5 separate regions of the Mus musculus genome follow, and all the other regions are linked to region 1. Evidence: chromatin contacts called from public promoter capture Hi-C data. All regions are on one chromosome and are shown on one strand. The core of a region is the stretch at or near the end of the contact, and the rest is flanking DNA. Distances in the headings are between cores, read along the strand shown. Region 1 holds the start of Ccdc15 (coiled-coil domain containing 15). Region 2 holds the start of Scn3b (sodium channel, voltage-gated, type III, beta). Region 3 holds the start of 4930581F22Rik (RIKEN cDNA 4930581F22 gene). Region 4 holds the start of Dcps (decapping enzyme, scavenger). Region 5 holds the start of Fam118b (family with sequence similarity 118, member B).

Evidence for each region. Promoter capture Hi-C pulls out the DNA fragments that hold promoters and counts their contacts. Capture Hi-C pulls out chosen DNA fragments and counts their contacts.
Region 2: a contact with region 1 is called in a promoter capture Hi-C map of hippocampal neurons, with 6 times the contacts expected there. The contact joins the promoter of Scn3b here to the promoter of Ccdc15 in region 1. A contact is called at or near these places in 2 of 39 promoter capture datasets (cranial neural crest and hippocampal neurons) and 1 of 115 datasets of contacts at active chromatin or transcription factors (astrocytes).
Region 3: a contact with region 1 is called in a promoter capture Hi-C map of pre-B cells, with 4 times the contacts expected there. The contact joins the promoter of 4930581F22Rik here to the promoter of Ccdc15 in region 1. A contact is called at or near these places in 3 of 39 promoter capture datasets (cranial neural crest, erythroid cells and pre-B cells) and 1 of 9 other capture datasets (liver).
Region 4: a promoter capture Hi-C map of liver shows a contact between it and region 1, with 2.5 times the contacts expected there. The contact joins the promoter of Dcps here to the promoter of Ccdc15 in region 1. A contact is called at or near these places in 2 of 39 promoter capture datasets (liver and pre-B cells) and 1 of 9 other capture datasets (liver).
Region 5: a promoter capture Hi-C map of pre-B cells shows a contact between it and region 1. The contact joins the promoter of Fam118b here to the promoter of Ccdc15 in region 1. A contact is called at or near these places in 4 of 39 promoter capture datasets (embryonic stem cells, erythroid cells, liver and 1 more) and 2 of 9 other capture datasets (adipose tissue and liver).

The regions. Positions count from the first base shown.
Region 1 is chr9:37,346,367-37,349,987 of GRCm38.p6, forward strand. Ccdc15 (coiled-coil domain containing 15) reads right to left here and starts at 1,991. Exons shown (of 16, transcript NM_001081429.2): 1 at 1,668-1,991; 2 at 1,372-1,557. The coding sequence starts at 1,551.
Region 2 is chr9:40,267,487-40,271,107 of GRCm38.p6, forward strand. Scn3b (sodium channel, voltage-gated, type III, beta) reads left to right here and starts at 1,730. Exons shown (of 7, transcript NM_001083917.1): 1 at 1,730-2,116; 2 at 2,482-2,561. The coding sequence starts at 2,507.
Region 3 is chr9:35,114,862-35,118,482 of GRCm38.p6, forward strand. It overlaps 4930581F22Rik (RIKEN cDNA 4930581F22 gene), which reads left to right and starts at 1,867. Exons shown (of 6, transcript NR_029475.1): 1 at 1,867-1,979; 2 at 2,508-3,485. St3gal4 (ST3 beta-galactoside alpha-2,3-sialyltransferase 4) reads right to left here and starts at 2,003. Exons shown (of 11, transcript NM_009178.4): 1 at 1,837-2,003. It overlaps LOC115487216 (a long non-coding RNA gene), which reads right to left. Exons shown (of 3, transcript XR_003948311.1): 3 at 2,339-2,427.
Region 4 is chr9:35,173,983-35,177,603 of GRCm38.p6, forward strand. Dcps (decapping enzyme, scavenger) reads right to left here and starts at 2,005. Exons shown (of 6, transcript NM_027030.2): 1 at 1,789-2,005. The coding sequence starts at 1,986.
Region 5 is chr9:35,265,959-35,269,579 of GRCm38.p6, forward strand. Fam118b (family with sequence similarity 118, member B) reads right to left here and starts at 1,847. Exons shown (of 8, transcript NM_194257.2): 1 at 1,765-1,847. Rpusd4 (RNA pseudouridylate synthase domain containing 4) reads left to right here and starts at 1,923. Exons shown (of 7, transcript NM_028040.2): 1 at 1,923-2,120; 2 at 2,444-2,609. The coding sequence starts at 1,932.

The DNA.
Region 1 (3,621 bases), core at 741-3,240:
ATTTTTACCTGTAAGCTACCTCCAAGACCCTTAATTAATATTTAAATGTCTTGTTTCTCCTCTAAAATCACCCATGTTAAGTACCTTGTATATTCTAAGAACATTGTATATTTCCTACATTCCACAAATACTATGTACATTAGGCAATATTATTTAATTTTAAAAACAAGGGGTGTGGAACGTGACTTACTCCCTATGCACAATAAAATTTGAACAAAAAGCTAAGGAACAGTTTGTTGAAATACTAAACAACTGTGGGCTGGAGAGATGGCTTAGTGATTAAGAGCACTGACTGCTCTTCCTGAAGGTCCTGAGTTCAAGTCCCAGCAACCACATAGTGGCTCACAACCATCTGTAATGAGATCTGATGCCCTCTTCTGGGGTGTCTGAAGACAGCCACAGTGTACTTACAAATAATAAGTCTTTAAAAAAAAAAAAAAAGAGGGGGGGAGGGTATGGGGGACTTTTGGGATAGCATTGGAAATGTAATTGAGGAAAATATGTAATAAAAATAAATTAATTAATTAATTAATTAAAAAAAGAAAGAAAAAATACTAAATAAAGCCAAAAAAAACTAGCAAAACCACTCTCATTTGTTAGCAAATACTAACAAATATTTACATCAAATATTTACAATCAAATATCAAATATTTACATGTGTAAATAAATCAAATATTTACATTAAATTAAATTAAATTAAATTAAATCAAAAATTAAATTAAATTAAATCAAATATTTACATGTGTAAACTTTTGAAAGGGCATTTCTTCATCTGAAATGCTTCTACCCTGAGTGTACAGCATTTCTATTCCTTCACAGACAATGACCATAGTTCCTCATTCGTTCAACAACTACATCCTAAGGACCTAGTTTACCCCAAAAACAAAAATAAACAAGAAGTTCCTTGGCCCCGTGGAATTTACAACTTCCTCAGAGTCTATCAGGATTAACCTCTTTCTTTTATTTTCTTATTTTCATTTTGCCTGGATCTGCATTTAAAAACTTATAAACTCTGAGCAACTACTTAACATTTGAAGAGTGACCAACTGTCATTCTTCTTATGTTACAGTGTCGGGAAATTGTACACAGTACCTATGCCATTCACAGCAAACAACCATGTTTGTGAAGTAAACTAGCCTACTTGCTGGTATGTAGTAAGAACTAAGTTAATATTTGATTGTGTCAACCAAAGATGAAGCAAGTTTTGGAAAACACATCATTGTTGTATAATTTTGACGCAAGAATATAACCTGTATCAGAATGGAAACAGCATCCTCCAGCAGTTCATCTTTCTTTAAGTACCAAAAATTTAGAGAAGGCTAATAAAAAGGGCTGGCAGCGATCACAGTAACCGGGTCAACTGACACTCACATGTGCTGGAATTCCCGACCAATTTGGTGAGGCAGGTTCCACCCAAGCCCCAACTGGTATTATGGCCTGGTTCCTCTCAGCCAGCACTGCCAAAACGTCCTTGCTCTTCGTGGGATTTAAAGCCAGGGGCAATTTTGTGGGATTCCGAGGCTTCTTGAGGGGCGCCATACCTCCTGGCATTGACTTCTGGTTAGAAGAAAAGAGAAAGAGGGACAAGGCTTAAGACAAGGGGGAAAGGCGTAAAAATTACTTTCTAGAAGGAACGGAGATGAGAGGACGAAAAAACAAGGATTTACTTGGGAGATGAAAGCCTGCCCAGAGGTGAGCATAGGCGGGCGCTAAGGGCAGGGCTTGAGTCTGAGATGACCGCGGGTGGAAAAGCGCCGGCCCACGGCATGGGGCTGGAGGGGAGTCTAAGGCCCGGGCAGGAGCCGGGGGTCTTAAGAAGCCTGGGCACAGGAGGTGGGGGGCGTCTGAAGCCCGGCCAGGAAAGCGGGGTCCTGTGAGGCTCCAACAGTTGGATAGGAGACCTGTGAAGCCTGGAGCCTGCCGCGATCCGGTCCGTCTCACACACAGACTCAAACTCCGCGGGCTGCTACGCAAAGGACAAACAGCAAACTGCCACCCCGGGGCCCACGCCTGCCCTGCCTCTTCCGCATTTGTCACCCGTCTTGGGCTGGGGAGGCGGGAATCCGAGCGCGGGGATTACGTCACTTCCGCTTCCTGCCCTTTGGTTGGGGAGGACTAGAGCGGGTTGTTGAATCCGGCAGCGAGCTTAGACTCGGCCTCTCTTTGGATACTGGCGCTGTAGTCTTCTCAAATCTCGAAGTGAGAGGTCTGACATGATGAACAGGCGAGTAAGCGTTCACCGCTGAGGAAATCTCGGGAATAGACAGAGCAGTTCTCAACCTAAGGGTCGCTACCTCTGGGGGTCGCATATCAGATATCCTGCAATGAGATATTTTACATTACAGTTCATAGCAGGAGCAAAATTACAGTTATGAAGTCGCACCCAAATTTTATGGTTGTAGGTCACCACAACATAAGGAACTGTATTAAAGAGTCGCAGTATTAGGAAGGTTGAGAACCACTGGGCAAGAACATGTTGCCAGTGGATCCTTGAGAAGCAAACCAAGCCAACAATCAACCAGACTGCGCTTTTATGCAGCCCCTAAGGTTTACAACGCTATTTCGTGATTACCTTTGACATGTTCTTGTGTGTGACCATCACAACTCACTCCAAACAATGCTTGGGATATTTCATTAAACCCAAAAGACATACACTCATTTTACTCAAGGTGTATATTCGTGCTGGGGGTTGAACCAAGGGCCTCTGGCATTCTAGGCAAGTGCAGCAGTGGAAACCCTAGCTGCCTTAATAATTTTGCTTTTAAGTTAGGGTCTCACTAAGTTGCCCATGCTGGACTTGAACTCACTGTGTAGCCCAGGCCTCGAACTTGCAATCCTCCTGCCTTAGCCTTCCCAATGGCTGCCGTTACAGGCACGTGTCACCCTGCTTTACTTCAACATACCTTATTGCAAGCATTTTATATATCAGTATGTTTTCTGGTTACTCCAGATACTCCCAGTGAACAAAGATCCCTTGTTTGGAGAATTTAAAATCCATTGGAGAATTTACACTGACATTGATAGGACATTTCCAGAGAAGACATCACTAGGGCAATTGAAGTTGATCTTTGAGTTTTGTTTGTATTTCATTTTACTCAGTACTGGAAGTTAAGCCCAGGGCTTCATACATGCTGGTCAAGAACTATATACCCTGCCAACTTTTTTTAACTAGTCTACTTTTAAACAGAAACTATATATGATCATAGAACAAGCCTTTATACTCTTCAAGGGAGGGTTTTAGGTATATAGTTGATTGTTTCACAGCTTTTAATGGGATCTCCTAGGTAGTTCAGGTTCCTCCTGCCTCAGCTTCCCAAGGGCTGGAATAACAGTCACAAAACATCATACCCAGGTATAGGATGATTCCAGGTAGGAGCTGGAGAGATGGTTAATTAAGACTGCTTCCTGCTCTTCCAGAGGACTAAAGTTCATATGCCAGCACTCACGTGCTCACACTCTCCTATAACTCCAGCTCCGTGGATCCAGTGTCCTCTTTTTGCCTCCCTAGGCACCTATATACCCCCCACATACAACACACACACACACACTGTCTTCTGGGTAGAGAATGAGCATTAATGTGGGAGCACTGACTGACTGGGAGAAGTGAAGGAGGCTGACTAG
Region 2 (3,621 bases), core at 480-2,979, 2.9 Mb after region 1:
TGAATTGAAATTGAACAGAACTATTGACAGAGTGTGCTGCCTGGAACGAATCATACCCAACAGTAAGCTCAAAGTTTCATGATACAGCTTTCCAGATTCTATGCACACATACAAAATGACTGCAGCAAGTCAGGTAAACTGAACAAACAAACAAACAAACTTCCGATTTTAACCGAACGCAAGCCCATTGTGAAGGACATGCGGTGTTTGAATATATTTTTCCTCTTGAGCAATTTTCTTCTGATTCCATCAGATTTGTTCTGCTCAGACCACACAAAAAGGACTAGCTCCTATTCATAATGTCAGAGAATCATGTTGATGAGTGAAAAAAGTAGCCAGGGTAGTCAGAGATTGGGGTTGGCTAGAAACTATTGTACACTGGAGAAGTTTAGTTCCAAACAAAAAGTTCTTGCGATGGGTCATGGAGGAAATGACTTCTTTATTGAGGAAAATGTATCAAGAACGATTAATGCAGCTTGGGGAGGAATGGGTATAGAAGTCAAATGAGTACAAAGAACTTCCTTACGCGTCAGAAGGGGGGGGCGGGGGGCGGTTAAGCTGTGAAGAGCCAGCTGTCACACAAGAGAGTTCCAGCACACTCGTCAGGAAAGCGCCTCACTGATTCCTGAGTTGTGAAAGATGTTGCAGATTTTGAGAACCTCAAAGGCTGATCCTCAACACAAGATGGCGTTTTACGACCCCGTGGCTCTCGGCCCGGGAAGAAACCTGACTGAGGACCTTCTGTGACTGTGTATGTGACATTTAGCAGGGAGCATTTCCTGTGTATAGTTCATTTACCGTCAGCTGTTACTCCGCATTCCCTTTAGGAATATCACTGTTATGCCCCCCCCCCCGACCCCCACCCCTTTTTGGCTAGAGAACAGGAGAAAAGGGCCTGGGCAGGAGCCAGACTTTTGTACCAGTCTTTCACCATTAAGCCTTCCCTTCGATTCCAGGCATGCCTAATCCGTTAAGTCAATTCGAGTTTATAACTGAGTGTAAAGGTTCAGGTTTCCCTTCCAGAAATAGGGCGGGGATGCTCAGCAGCTGCTAGGACTCGGAGCGTCTAAGAGTTGGAAACCGTCTCAACATCACATCGTCTATCTGCCTACAAATGGTTGGGGAAGGTGGGGCACCTCAGATAACTTGGGAAACGAGAAATCATCCTTCCTTATCCCTACCCTAAAGCTTATCCGAAGCTCGCATTTGGAACTAGACTGAGCACTGAGGTAGGGACAGGTGTGCCACACCCTACCCTATTTGCTACAAGCAGAAATTGCCTTGCTGTGTCCCTTGTGTGGGAACCCATTAATCAAGGCAATTCAAAGGCTGGGGAGGCAAGAAGGGGGGGGGGGATAAAGTAGAGGGCGAAGAGAAGCCAGCCAGGAGCTAGCTGGTACTGTAACTATTATAGATGACATCATTGCTTCAAAGAGATGTGTCCCTCCATTCCCCAGAGCTGTGGGCAAGTGTATTTGGGAGGCAGCAGGAGTGGGGTTGCCTGGAGGGGGTGGGTAAATAGGTGGAAGCTATGTGTGTGTCCATAACTCAGAGAGAAACCCAGACAGTAGAAAACCGAGGTGACAGCCAGCTAGCCAGACAAGAAGCCACCGCGGTCGGAGGGTGTTTGCGCTCCTCCCCCTCTTCTCAACGCGCCAGCCCTGGGAGGGGCACGTGGGTTTAGGGGTGGGGAATATGTGTCCAAGGGGGAGGGTCCATAGCGACCAAAGCGGCAGAGAGCTGCCTGCGCATGTCAAGGCTAGCAACACATTCAGCTAGGGGGTGGCCCTGGAGAGGGGCGGCTTGATCACCCAATCGCCCAGCATCGGGGCTTCGCAGGATCCAGAGACGCGCCCCGCGGAAGGGGGTCCCCCCCTCTACCCAGCCTCCACCTCTGAGATCGCCAGTCCCACCGAAGCTCCCGCCTCTTTCCACGCCTGGTGGACCTCATGGGAGCCCGGGGCTGCTGTGTACAAGACTGAAGTGGAACACATTCTGTAGCCCAGACGACGGCTGGAGTGGGGACACGCCCAGCTGGAGAAGCCTGCCCCGCCGTAGAAGCCCGAGATTCTGAGTCTCGGTGGATCGAAGTCGCTGTCCCTAGGGGAGGCGAGAGGTGAATCAACACTGACTCCTTCCACAGGCCAGCATCCCCGCGCCGGCTGCGAGACTCCCTTCCCAGTCCACTTTGCTTTGGTTGCAAACGCAAGCAGAGGAGAGGGTTGGAATTCCAAGAGTGGGGTGGGCGGGAAGGCTACTGTCCGTGGTGCTGAGCCAAGCCCCGAGGCTCGCTTTAGCGAGGTGGCTTCAGCTGACACCTACACTGGGCTCCAGATCCCGCAGACCCCCTAGGAAGGGGACTTGACCTTTTTCTTCCTCCTCCCACTCAGAAGGTCCGCTCCCTTAGGGGCAGTTAATCCCTGAAGGTTTCCTCGAAAGAATCAGAGGGCTCAGTCCTTGACAGAGATCCTCTCTGTTCAGTTCCAGAAACCACTTACGAGAAAAGATGCCTGCCTTCAACAGATTGCTTCCCCTAGCTTCTCTAGTGCTCATCTACTGGGGTAAGTACAGCACCCTGCCTTGCAATGTGCTAATACCACGCATCGTGCTAACAATAACAACACTTAAGTGATGTCGATGGTGACAAAAAGGAGCTCTGGTTTCTCTCTGTGCATTTTTGCCAGACATGGAGATCCACACGCGCTCCCAGAGACCTGGGTTTGGAGGTTTGCAAAGGCACCTCCCTGCTCCCTGTGCCTTGATTTTTTTTTCCCTCCTAACCATCTTTAATGCTTCTCTGATTCCCGTCTTTCCTAATTTTTATTTTTTCTCCTCCCTTCCCCCTTTGCTGAAAAGGAATGTATCCGTTTATTATTTCAAAATCTTGCTTGCATTTTTTACATTTGCATCGCTCAGTGAAGAGTCAGTCAGTCCTGAAAATCTCAATGATTTGGTGTATGTGTGTGTGGGGGGGGGGGGCACACTCATTTCTCTCTATGGTTTAAAAAAAAGCACAAAACCTGGATGCATGAATTTTGAGAGAGAGAAACTATAGCTTGTCCATCTGTTAAATTTTAACTAAGAATGGATGGGATAGCAGTTCCAGCCATTTGCTGCTGTGCACTGATAGACAGATGAGAAATGCATTTAGTTTGCAGGAACTGAAGGGCTTTGATATTTGGTAAGCTGGTTTTGTTGTTCTTGGGTTTGTTTCTGGATCTTTGTTTTTTTTGTTTTTTGTTTTTTTCTTGGTTGTCAGTTGTAAGAGACTCAGATGACATTGCCCCTCCAAATAAGGGACTTGTGACAATAATGCTGGGCTAAACAGCTTCAAGCATAGCTCACAATTGGATACCTGAATGTGTGCTAAGGGAATTGAACATCTAAGTGCTAATATGTGAGTGTGTGACACACACAGTGTTTTACAGTATGTTAATGTATGTCTCTGTTTATAAGTGTGTGCCCAGGCATGCATCTGAGCATGTCAGTATGAGTATCTGAATGGACTAGTGAGACTTAACAGTGTGTGTGTGTGTGTGTGTGTGTGTGTGTGTGTGTGTGTGTGTGTGCTTCTAACAGTTTTGCTTTCATGTCTTTGACTCTGCCCTTGGTTCAAGTATA
Region 3 (3,621 bases), core at 617-3,116, 2.2 Mb before region 1:
TCAGATCCCCTGGAACTGGAATTAGTCACTATATGGGTACTTGGGAATTGAGCCTGAGTCCCCTGTAAAACCACTCAGTGCTCTTAACCATCTTAGATAGCAAGGTAGTGCTCTATCTTGGAGAGATATAATCCCAGAATAACCTTGGAGAATAACTCCAGAAGGGGCTTATTAAGACAGGGTCTCATGTAGCTCAGGTTGGCCTCAAACTCCACATAGAACAGAAGATGACCTGGATGATCTACAGTCAAAATGCTGGCATAACATTTCCAGAGTGCTGGGATTATAAATAGGTACCACCACAATATGTTTAGGCAATGTTAAGAGATCAAGTTTAAAGAGTTTATGACAGGTAAACACTTTACCAACTGCATTCCTTGTGTCGTTGTCCGTCCTCCCCCCCCCCCGCCGCCCCCCCCCCCAGTACTGGGATTGTAGGCAGCTCCGTCTGTCACTGAACCACACCCCCAGTCCCTAATTTACTTTTATGACTTCTGCCTGCATACCTCTCTTTATCTCCATCATCACCTTGAAATCTTTGGGGACTGGCCCAACTCCTGGCTTGCTGTAGTGGGGCTGGGGGATCGGATGTGTTGAGGAGGGTGAAATGAGTGGGAGGTGAGGCCCAGGGTTCAGTAAGCAGCCAAAGATGCCTTCCCCTATGCAACAGGACAGGCCATAGGGGATGCTCAGAGTAGGGCAGAGGCAGAATAAGTTTGAGGAAGCCGAGCGGTGTCAGTTTTCTCAAAGGATGTTTGCAGACCAACTCCCAACAGAACAAAACATGTCCAGTTATTTCTGAGGCCCTAAGTGACTGGCACCTCCTAGGTAGCACTCTAGGGGTGCCTGGGAAAGTAAGGTTATGGATGGTGTTTCACTAGCAAACTCACAACATTCCCTCTGTACCCCTGATACTTACACATATCAATTCGTTTACAACCCCCTGGGTAGAGAGGCCTGGAGGGGCCAAGTGGGATCTGTAGCACTGACCCTGCCCTGTGGTATTGGTGTGTGCCCCTTGTGAGAGACAACTATCACTGTGGTACTATTCAAACCCAGACTAGCCTTTTAAGCCTGACCGGGGGGAGGGGGGGGGGAGGATCTAGCCTAGAGGACAGAGAACAGAGTAGATCAGACTCATAAACCAGAAAGTCTACCCCTCGGTCTGGGAGGAATGGCAGTGGTACAAGACACGTTGGCATCTCGGGGCTGCCCATAGGTCTCAGCCAGCAAGGGTCTCAGAGAGGCACCTAGAACAGACATAGACAAGGGTTCTGCCCCAGCTCTAGGTTAACTTCTCAGTCTTATCCTAGGCCTTCTCACTGCCCATTACCCAGGCAACTTTGAAGCACAGTTGGCCCAAAGACCCCCCCTAATCCCTGGACACAGCCACCCTGCAATTTGGCAAGCCCACCTTTGGGCTTTGCCTCAGCGACCTTGCAACTCCAGCACACAGGCAGACCCTGCAAAACTTGTCACCTCTAGCAAAGCCAGCCCACACGTCCTGACTTCGGAGGATGCTAGAGGTGATAGTCACCCATTCAGCTAGGACGCAAGAGCGACAGGGTTGGGGGTTAGAAACTTTCCGGAGGATTGTCCTGCTCACTCACTCCTAGAGAGCGAGACAAGTCAGGCTTCCCGCGAAAATCTAGTCCAAGCAAGGGACCCAGCTCCCCAGGGCTGTGGCCACCCTACACCAACCCCGTGCAGCGTGGCGTCCACGTGCGGGGCCCCCCGACCACCTCTCCGAGCCGTGGCGGGAGGCTGCAGCCTCGCAGCCCCGTCACTCCCCGCCCTCCGCCGCGGGGCCCCAGAGCCCGGCTGCCGCGTACTCACCCTCGCGGGTGGAGCGGGGCGGGGCGAGGTAAATCCGCGCGCAGCTCCGATCCGTTAGGCGCCCCGACTGGCGGGGCAGCACTGGCGCAGTGGCTCCGCTCGGCCCGGTCCCTGTCCCGGGAGCGGGGCCGGCCTGGGAGCGGGCAAGTCCGCCTGAAGGGGAGGCGGGGGCCAGGGCTTGGGCGGGGGGCGGGGGGCGGGGAAGGGGCCGGACACGCTTGCGCACACGGTCGGGAAGCCGACAGCCGCGAACGCCGCGCTGGAGGGAGGGCGCACCGAGAGAGGGAGGGCGCGGAGAAAGGAGGGAGCTAAGAAGGGAGGGAGGGCATCGAGGAGGGAGGGCGCGCCGAAGGAGGGAGGACGCAGAGAAAGGAGGGAGTAAGGAGGGAGGGAGGGCGCAGAGGAAGGAGGGCGAGGGTGTGAGGCCGCGGGGAGACTGGGGTTGGCCTGGAGGCCTCCCTGGCCTGGAGAGAGACGGCCGGGGTGCGGGAGGCTGGATCGGGTGAGGGCAAACCCAGGGCAAGCGCTGCCTGTGAATGGCTCCAAGATGAGTATGCCCAACGTTGCCTCTAGCACTGATCCCACGCTCTCCTGGAAACAATAACCAAGAAAGGCTTCTTTGCTGTCCCCGCGCGGTTAAAAAAAAAAAAAGTATCCTTTTCTCTCTACAGAAACTCAAGAACAGGAATAGAAGTCCATCCTTCCAATATCCTCCCATGCCCTCATGGCAGTCAGGTGACCTAAATTGACGAGCCTTTTCTCTGCCCCAGGCCGGCCTATGCGCCCCAAACTGCTCCCTTAGCTCTTCCTCCTTTGCATACCCTCTCTTAGCCTTGGATAACTTCTCAGTTTCCGTTCTTGCTGAAGGCGCCAGGCATCCTGTCTCCAGAGGAAACCCCTTCAAGCCTTTAACCCTGATGCCGTGGGCTCTAGAATTGCCTGGACTGCAAACAGTGCAGAAACCACCCTGCAGGACTGTCCATTTCAGGAGTCAGCACAGTGTTACCCAGTTCCTAGCTTGAGCACCCTGGGGCTACAAGGAAAGTATTAGATCCAGTCCCCCTTCCCCCGGAAGCTTGCTATCTAGTTGCAGAGAAGGGGTGGCGGGTGTTGTGCTGGACTCCCATCAAGAAACAGGCGGCACAGGATGTGACTAAGTGTAAGTAAGATGTGAATAACTGACAGTAAGTGCCCAGGGTTTTAACGGAGTTTAAAGTCATCGTCAGGGGAAGCTGGAGGTCTCATGTGTTGGGACTCTCCAATTCACAACAAAACGAAGAGGTGGCCTCCAGCTTCTTCCATTCCGGCTGTTTCCATCTGAATTATACCTTGCATAGGTGGAAGCTCTTTGGCAGCTCACCAAAACCTAGTTTTATTTGAATGGTACCTTTGGCCTGACAGTCACCTAGTCACTCAACAAATATTTATTACATTTCATGTCCTGGTCTGGAGCTAAGCTGGGAATAGACAATACAATGACTATGTCTCTGTGTTTGGCAAGGGAAAAAGAAGAAGGCAAAAGAAAAACTGCTCGGGGAGAAAGAACAACTGAAATATGTCTGGCAAGTTGATTCAAGAAACAGTTGCCCGGCCTCCAAACCTGGATAAGTCTTCACCAAACTAGGTACAAAGACAAGTTCTTGCTAAAGGTAAAAATCCTTCTACCATAAAATTGAGCTTAAGAATCAGCTTTTTTTTTCTTCTTTCTTTTGAGCCTAGAGACTTGAGTCCTAATCCTGCTTCTGCCACTAAATAGCTTTCCTTTTCTTAATGGGGGGGAAAAAA
Region 4 (3,621 bases), core at 755-3,254, 2.2 Mb before region 1:
AGTTGTATTTTTGTATTTAGGATTATGTGTATATATGTGTGTGTGTATATATATACATATATATGTATATATATGAATATATATATATATGTTATAAATCACATAAGTAAATATGATTTCCAAGCACACAAGGACTAGAAATTAATTCACAATGAAATACACAATAAGTTGGAGGTGTTTCTGGTGGTGCTCACCTGTGCTGCAGTGCAGATTTACCATGGTCTCGGATCTAATCACCTATCATATACACACTTTGTACTGTGCATACCGTTAAGCCAGGTAGCACCAACAAACCCTGCCTGAAACACCTTGCCTCAGATCCAAGATTACCACGCCTTGTGAACTGAAGTTCCTTCTGGGAACATACAAAGTGGTTTTGCTCTTAAATGGCTTAACTACGGAAAACAAAAGCATAGTATTTCCCCATCATTATTCTTCAGCACGTAAGGATTCAATCACTAGACCTTTGAGTTGTATTGTGCTAAAACGTTTGGTTTTGGTTTGAAGTGCTGCTCAAGGCCTGCTGGCACGGATCAGCAAGTGAAGATGCTGGGCACACAAGCCTGACAACCTCTGTTTGAGTCCCCAGAACCCATGTACAGGAAGAAGGAGAGAACCCTCTCCACAAAGTTGTTCCCGGACCTTCACATGTATGCCATGGTGTGCTCCCCCCCCGCCCCGCCCCCGCTGTAGTAAAAAATAAAGTGCTGTTTGAGTTGCTGAGTTTCATTTTTAAAAGTTGTTAAATGAATATGGCTTGGGATTAGGACTGTATCTCCAACAGTTTCTGAAATGGTACTTGTCAAGCTCAAAAGGAGACAAACAGCTAACCATAGTAGTCGCAATTCTGCCACTCTGTACTACATATTAATACAAAGTAGCATTCTCAGCACTATTATCAAATGAAAATATTGATCAACTCTGAAAAAGGCTCAAAATGCTCTATATCCTGCTGCATTGGTCAGCCAAGAGCTCATTCTTTATAAGCAGGCACATCCATGTCATTTGTAAGCATGCAAATTTGTTTACATCTTTAATGAAAATATGTAAGTATACCAAAGATATATATATATATGTGTGTGTGTGTTATATATTATATATGCCTATATACCCAGGGTTGTATAAAACTTTCTCAGCAGAATGAAGTCACACGTGGAAGTTTCAAGCAGCCCATTCTAGAGAAACCTCCGTATCTGCCTTGACTAGTTGCCTCAGTAGTTTGTGATGGTCTCCAACTCTCCTCCGTTCCTGCTAGACAGCTAAGCACAATGTATGCAGAACCAGCTAACTCCTTAGTAGTTTGCAGTCCAGGAGACCCAGAACAGGGACAGTGGTCTCCACATGCCATGCACACGCCTGGATCCCCCTCATACATGAGAGCACACAGCATGTGGAAAGGGTTAACAACTTAGGCTGAAGTCACATAAAGCAGGGACCACATCTCAATAGTTATCTCGTCATTTCCAGAGACAAGATGCAGAACAAACACTTGCTGAGTTCCTGGCGTCTTCATACGTAAAATAAACGATGATGAATGGCTTGGGGAGTTTAACACGTGATTTTAAAACTGGCATCTATTTCTAGGGAAGGAGAAATTGGGGCAATTAGACCTAGATGTGCGCATTCCTTTAATTACACAGCAATCTTGTCGCTACAGGTATCATGGTAGTGGCACACTCCACCTTCCCCGAATAACGTGACTGGTAGTTCCCAGAATGGAAACAAATCCGCTTCTGACACGAAGACTGGTTCCCTCCTTCCCGCGTCCCCCGGGTTATTTAATGGTACCTTCCCATGCAGGAAAATAATTTTGTCCCGCGCAGACTCCCTGAGCACTTTTTGTACTCTAAAGCCGGAGAACGGTAAGCGGACAGGGGCAGAGGTGCCATTGCCAACGCCTGCTTCCTTCTCCTCTGTGCTGGGGGTTTCTGCCTCCTCTGCCTCCTGTTCGCGCTTTCTCTTGAGTTGAGGCGCTGTATCCGCCATGCTGCCTGGGAAGAACCGTACCCGCCTGCACGAAGAAGCCTCCGCCCACGCCCCTTGCGGTCCTTCCTCACAGTCTGTGAGGGACTGGACTTCAACTCCCGGCATGCTCCGCGCAGGCACGTCCGCTACTCCATTTCCCGGCATGCTTCGAGTTGTAGTCCGCTTCTGCAGTTTTTGCACCTGTTTGGGTGAGGGCCTTCCAATGACTTTTGCCTAGAAGGCGATGAGGAAGGGAAAGGAAACCAGCGAGGTCCTAACGAGGTGGAGTAGAGGTGTGTGACAATAAAGAGGCCCACCTTAGCCCAGCTCCTGGGATGGGAAACCGAAAACACTTTTGGGTGCTGTATGATGATGGATACAGAGTGTTAAATAATGACGTTTTACATTAAGGTCCCAACTCACGAGTGGGCGTGCAAGGAATGTTTTATTTTGTTTTAAATAAATCGACAAGGCATTTTGTTTCTTGGTTTTTGTTGTTTTGAGACAGGGTATCTGTATGGACTAGGCTGGATCCACTTGCCTCTGACTCCAGTGTAGAGATTAAAGGCGTACGCCACTACCTTCGGGGCTTGGTTGTTGTTTTTAAAAAGTGAGTACGTAAACTATTGTTCATTTTCTCCTACTTTCGTTATTTTACATCAATTGTTTTCCCTTTATGTGTAGACTTAGCCTTTTGGGTTTTTTATTTGTTTGTAGATAAGAAAAAGTAAGCTGACAAGACGGATTATACATGTCTTTCCATAACTTCCTAAATCCACTTTGCCTGTAGTTCTTCCCTATTACCCAGAGAAGTAGTTTGTATTCTTTTATTGTAAAGGAATAGTAATAAAACTCAGCGTTTTTAGATTTTGTAGGTGACTGGTGTGGCCATTCGTACAGGCTAGCCCTTTTCCCACTCCCTTTCAGTTGGCAACTCCAAATATTGTCAAGTGTAAGAACCCCAATGCTGGGCCTCCGCTCAAGTCCCGGGATGAGCTGGCCAACACCCCAACATCTCGAGAGAAAACCACACCTGATGCAAACTGCAAGAGGTTTTATTATCAGCTAGCTGAGGACAAAGTCCCTCCGCCTGCTGCCTGCCCTGCAGGGCAGGGGAGTTCGACCCTGAGCAGTGACAGTAGGGGGCTTTTAACAGGTAGCTGAGGAGTTGGGAGGAATTGGGAGGAGAGTTGGGAGGAGTTGGGAAGAGTTCTTCTCTTCCCGGTGTCCTTGGTGAAATTTACAAGGCAGGAGTGGGGAGTGAGTTCTTTCTGAATTTTTATCTCCGTGTCCTCAGCACAGGAAGGCAGGCATCTCCGGTTGTACAGTATAGAAACAAAAAGGCTTTTTTCTGGCTATAGAGAACAAAGAGCTTCTTTCTAGCTGGATTTTTAAAGATCAGGGAAAACAAGCTTAGGGAATATCCAGGGGCTTTACCTTCCAGGGAGAAATGCTCTAAATCAGGGTCTCACACAAGAACTAGTCTAACAAACATTATTCTTGTAAGTGGCAATGAGCTTTAATTTTTCAGACGAATGTAATGGATATGGCACAATTTTTTTTCAGTTCTTAATATGAACAAGATGCAACTTTCTGTCCATGTTTTAGTTAGTAACTAAGTACACCATGTTTTAATAATAGACTGCGTTTTGGATA
Region 5 (3,621 bases), core at 597-3,096, 2.1 Mb before region 1:
AAATCCTGATGTTCATGTCTTGGGAAAAGGGGCTTTCATGTGACTAACACGTGATCCTCAGCAGTTCAGAGACATTAGAACATGGAACTGGAGCTTATCAGAAAGGATAATTCTTTTAGAGTGGAATTTCTCAAATTTTATATAGGTGTTCTACTTGTGAATTTATTGGTGAGAGGGGACAAAGCCACTAATAGAAGAAACAGTGTTTCCCAAACTGTTCCCATGGAACTACATCCAGATCACTTATCTTATTACAGAAATACAGACAAGTCTTCCCACCATTCTCTACCTTCGTTCTTCACGTCAAAAAAAAAAAAAAAACTGACAGAAATATAACTGTTCAAAATGTTCATAAACAGACTGGGTGTGTGGGGGTGTAGTCTTTTATTCTAGCACTAGGGAAGCAGAGAAAAAGGTCCATGAATTGGAGGCTAGTCTGGTCTACAATGTGAGACCTTTAAGACAGACAGACAGACAGACAGACAGAAAGCAAACAACAACCCAACCTAACTCAGAATCACTGCAGCCACATAAAATATTTGTGAGCTTACTATATTAACAGGTTTGGGGATGAAAGAAGTCCTCCAGTAATTCACATCACACCTTGACTGTATAGCTGGTAATTCACATTTCAAGGACAGTACTTAGCAGGGGGGAAAAGACCGCGGAATGGGACGGGGCTTCATTAATGATCATCTACATTACAGCAGCCTAGTTGGTTTCCCGGATATACTTTCCTTTTTGATCTGTCCTGCTTTGTATTGCCACATTCCTCTCTACAATACCACTTGCAAGGGATTTCTCAAGAAGTTTCAAAGATCCAACTATCACATGAAGTTTAAATTCTTCAACTTCTAGTCTTCTGAGGCTATTCACCTGTTCAACTGTTTCACATGTGGTTTCCTTCTGCTAATTCATTTTGGAGGGAGAAACACCCAAGCCTAATTCAACTATTCATTCTCTAACTGAAATGCAATCTGGCTATCTTGAGGGAAGAGTCACTAGTTCTCACGACATCCCTTCAGCATCAGCTTCCCCAGCAAACGGCATGCGCATCCCAAGGTGTTTTCGAGATTACCATTCCAAAACAGCTGTTCATATTCCCAGCTGCCCTTTGGCGATAGGAGAGTCGTCGTTTGCAGTTCGGGAGTCTCTTGTAGGAAAGGGAGAGAGAGAGAGAGAGGGTTCGACGGTTTCAAGCTATGGAAGGAAAGACTAAAGGAGGCAAAGGGGGAAAAGCTCTTTACTTTCCTTGGGAAGAGTAGATAAGGGAAGAAAGAGGAGACCCCAAGAAACGAACTCTAGAGAAAGGTCAGTATAAACCCGTAGCGCTCTCGAGGTAGGACGTATGGGGCGGGGGTCCTGGATGAAGGAAAAGAACCGTCATCTTCGGGAGGACTGGCTACAAACAACGCGAAACAAAGGGGTTGGCAGTCGCAAAGCGGGAGGTTGGAATATGAGAGATCTGGGGATCTCCGGAGGACGAGCGGCAAGAAAACGAGAAAGAACACCACACGTCCCTCTGAGGACCCGCCGAGGACCTGGTTGCTAAGAGGGACCAGACAGGTGCCGGTAAAGACTGAGGAGCAGCCAGCTTCACTTCTAAGGACGCGGGGGCGGGGAAGTGTTTCTGCGTGGAGTCGTGCCCCGAAGCGAGACACGCTTGCCAGGGCAGTGCTCTCCAAGAATGGAGATCCGGGCCATGCGAAAACCGTTGGGGCACCGGCATTTCCCAGCCCTCGCCTGGCTTCCCCACACACTCACCGCGTCTGCTCCAAACGCCACCGCTCCAGCTGCAGCTACCGGCCGGCGCAGCCGCACTGAGCGCGCACCGCCCCACGTGACCCGTAGGCTACCTGCCCACGTGATCAGCAGGGCCCACCCCCCCCCCCTTCCTCCTCTCCGCGCTGTCCGGCCCCGCCCTCGCCAAGATGGCCGCGCCCTGCTTGCGTACGCCTGGTGTCCAGCTTTTGAGTATGAGTTCGCGTCCCGGGAGATTGTTCACTCCCGGCTCCTGGTCGTTTTGTTCCAGCGCTACTTCCTCTAGGCCCCTGAATGCTCAGAGATTGGCAGAGAAGCTCCGAGCCCAGAAACAAGAGCAAAAGGCAAAGGAAGTGCGGGTGAGTCTAGAGAGACTCAACTTCCGAGAAGCGATGCTCTCACGGCTTTCTTAGGTGTGGGGTGTGGTAGGCAGGTCCTGTAACAGCAAGTACATCAATGTTGAGAATATTCTGTGTGGTAGTCGGAATACCGCACTTTTGCTACTGCCAGACCCACCGCGTGGGTATGCAGATAAGACAGATGGCTATGTATGGTCCCAAAGGAAACATGAGTCAAATTATACAGTACAGTCATTCCACGGATTTCCACCTAAATCGCACTTAAGGCCATTCCCAGCGCTTCACTCCTTCATTAAGCTTTTTCCACCTTTCTCTTTCCTTAGGTGCCTACAAACCCCGTTCAGCGGAGAGTGCAGGAACTAGTGCGATTCACACAGCAGCTGCAGCGAGTTCACCCCAATGTGCTTGCTAAGGAACTGAGCCGAAGGATTCTCCACCAGGACAACGACCTCGTGGTCATTAATAAACCCTATGGTCTCCCTGTCCATGGTAAGAGCCATGTGGGCTAAGGAGAGAAACCTGCTGCTGCTTCCTCTTCCATCTAGGGTCACCCCTGAAGCTTTATTCATGAGACACTCTTGAATTCAAGTTAATTAAACCTTATTATCCCATGTATGTGACTACTGGTAACAAACCAGTGTCTAGTCCCCACTTGCAGATACCTGACAGTGAGCTGTATGCAGCCTCCCACAGGAATTATTGCAGAGAGATACAGAAGCTCAGTTCTGCACTGTGGGCTGTGTACAGCCACCCACAAGAATCGATGCGGAGAAATACAAAAAGTTACTTGCTAACTGTTATTTTCCATCAAAGTGGTTAAAACAAAACAACAACGAAAAAGGAGTTGGGAGCCAGTGTGCGACTGCCGCCCCAGGTCTAGGGGAGGATCCGGTGTTCATGTTCAGATCAGTCTCAGCAGCAGCAAAACTTCATTTCAAAATGAGAGAGGTAGAGAGACAAGGCTGGGAAGAGGAAATAATACACACGGTTGCGGTACACAGTAACCCCAGAGGGACTGGAACTTAATAGATGTCCTGATGCTGCTGAGTGTTCTGATGGGGGACGGCTGAAGTGAGTCAGAATTGAAAGGGAAAAAAAAAAAAAAAAAAAAAAAACATTTGTCAAAGGTCTGCAGGAGGAAAGTAAATATTTTAGCAAAAAAAAAAATATTTTAGTTGGAATAAATCACTCCTTTGGTGGCAGTTCCTCTAGGTTTCGTAACGAGTTCTTGCCTTACTATTTATTCTCTGCTTAAGTTTCTAGTTGTTGAGGATAATTTGTTTCGGGTATTTATATTTTATAGATAACAAAGCTGGAAAGGTCAGATGGTGAATACAAATAGTAAAATCCAGGGATGTCTGATCTTAGCCCATCATCTTTTTTGTTTGTTTGTTTTGTTTTGAGAAGGGGCTTTGTATAGCCCTGTCTGTCCTGTAACTAACTCTGTAGGCTTTGAGCTCATAAAGATCTCACTGCCTCTGCCTTAGGAGTGCTAGGATCA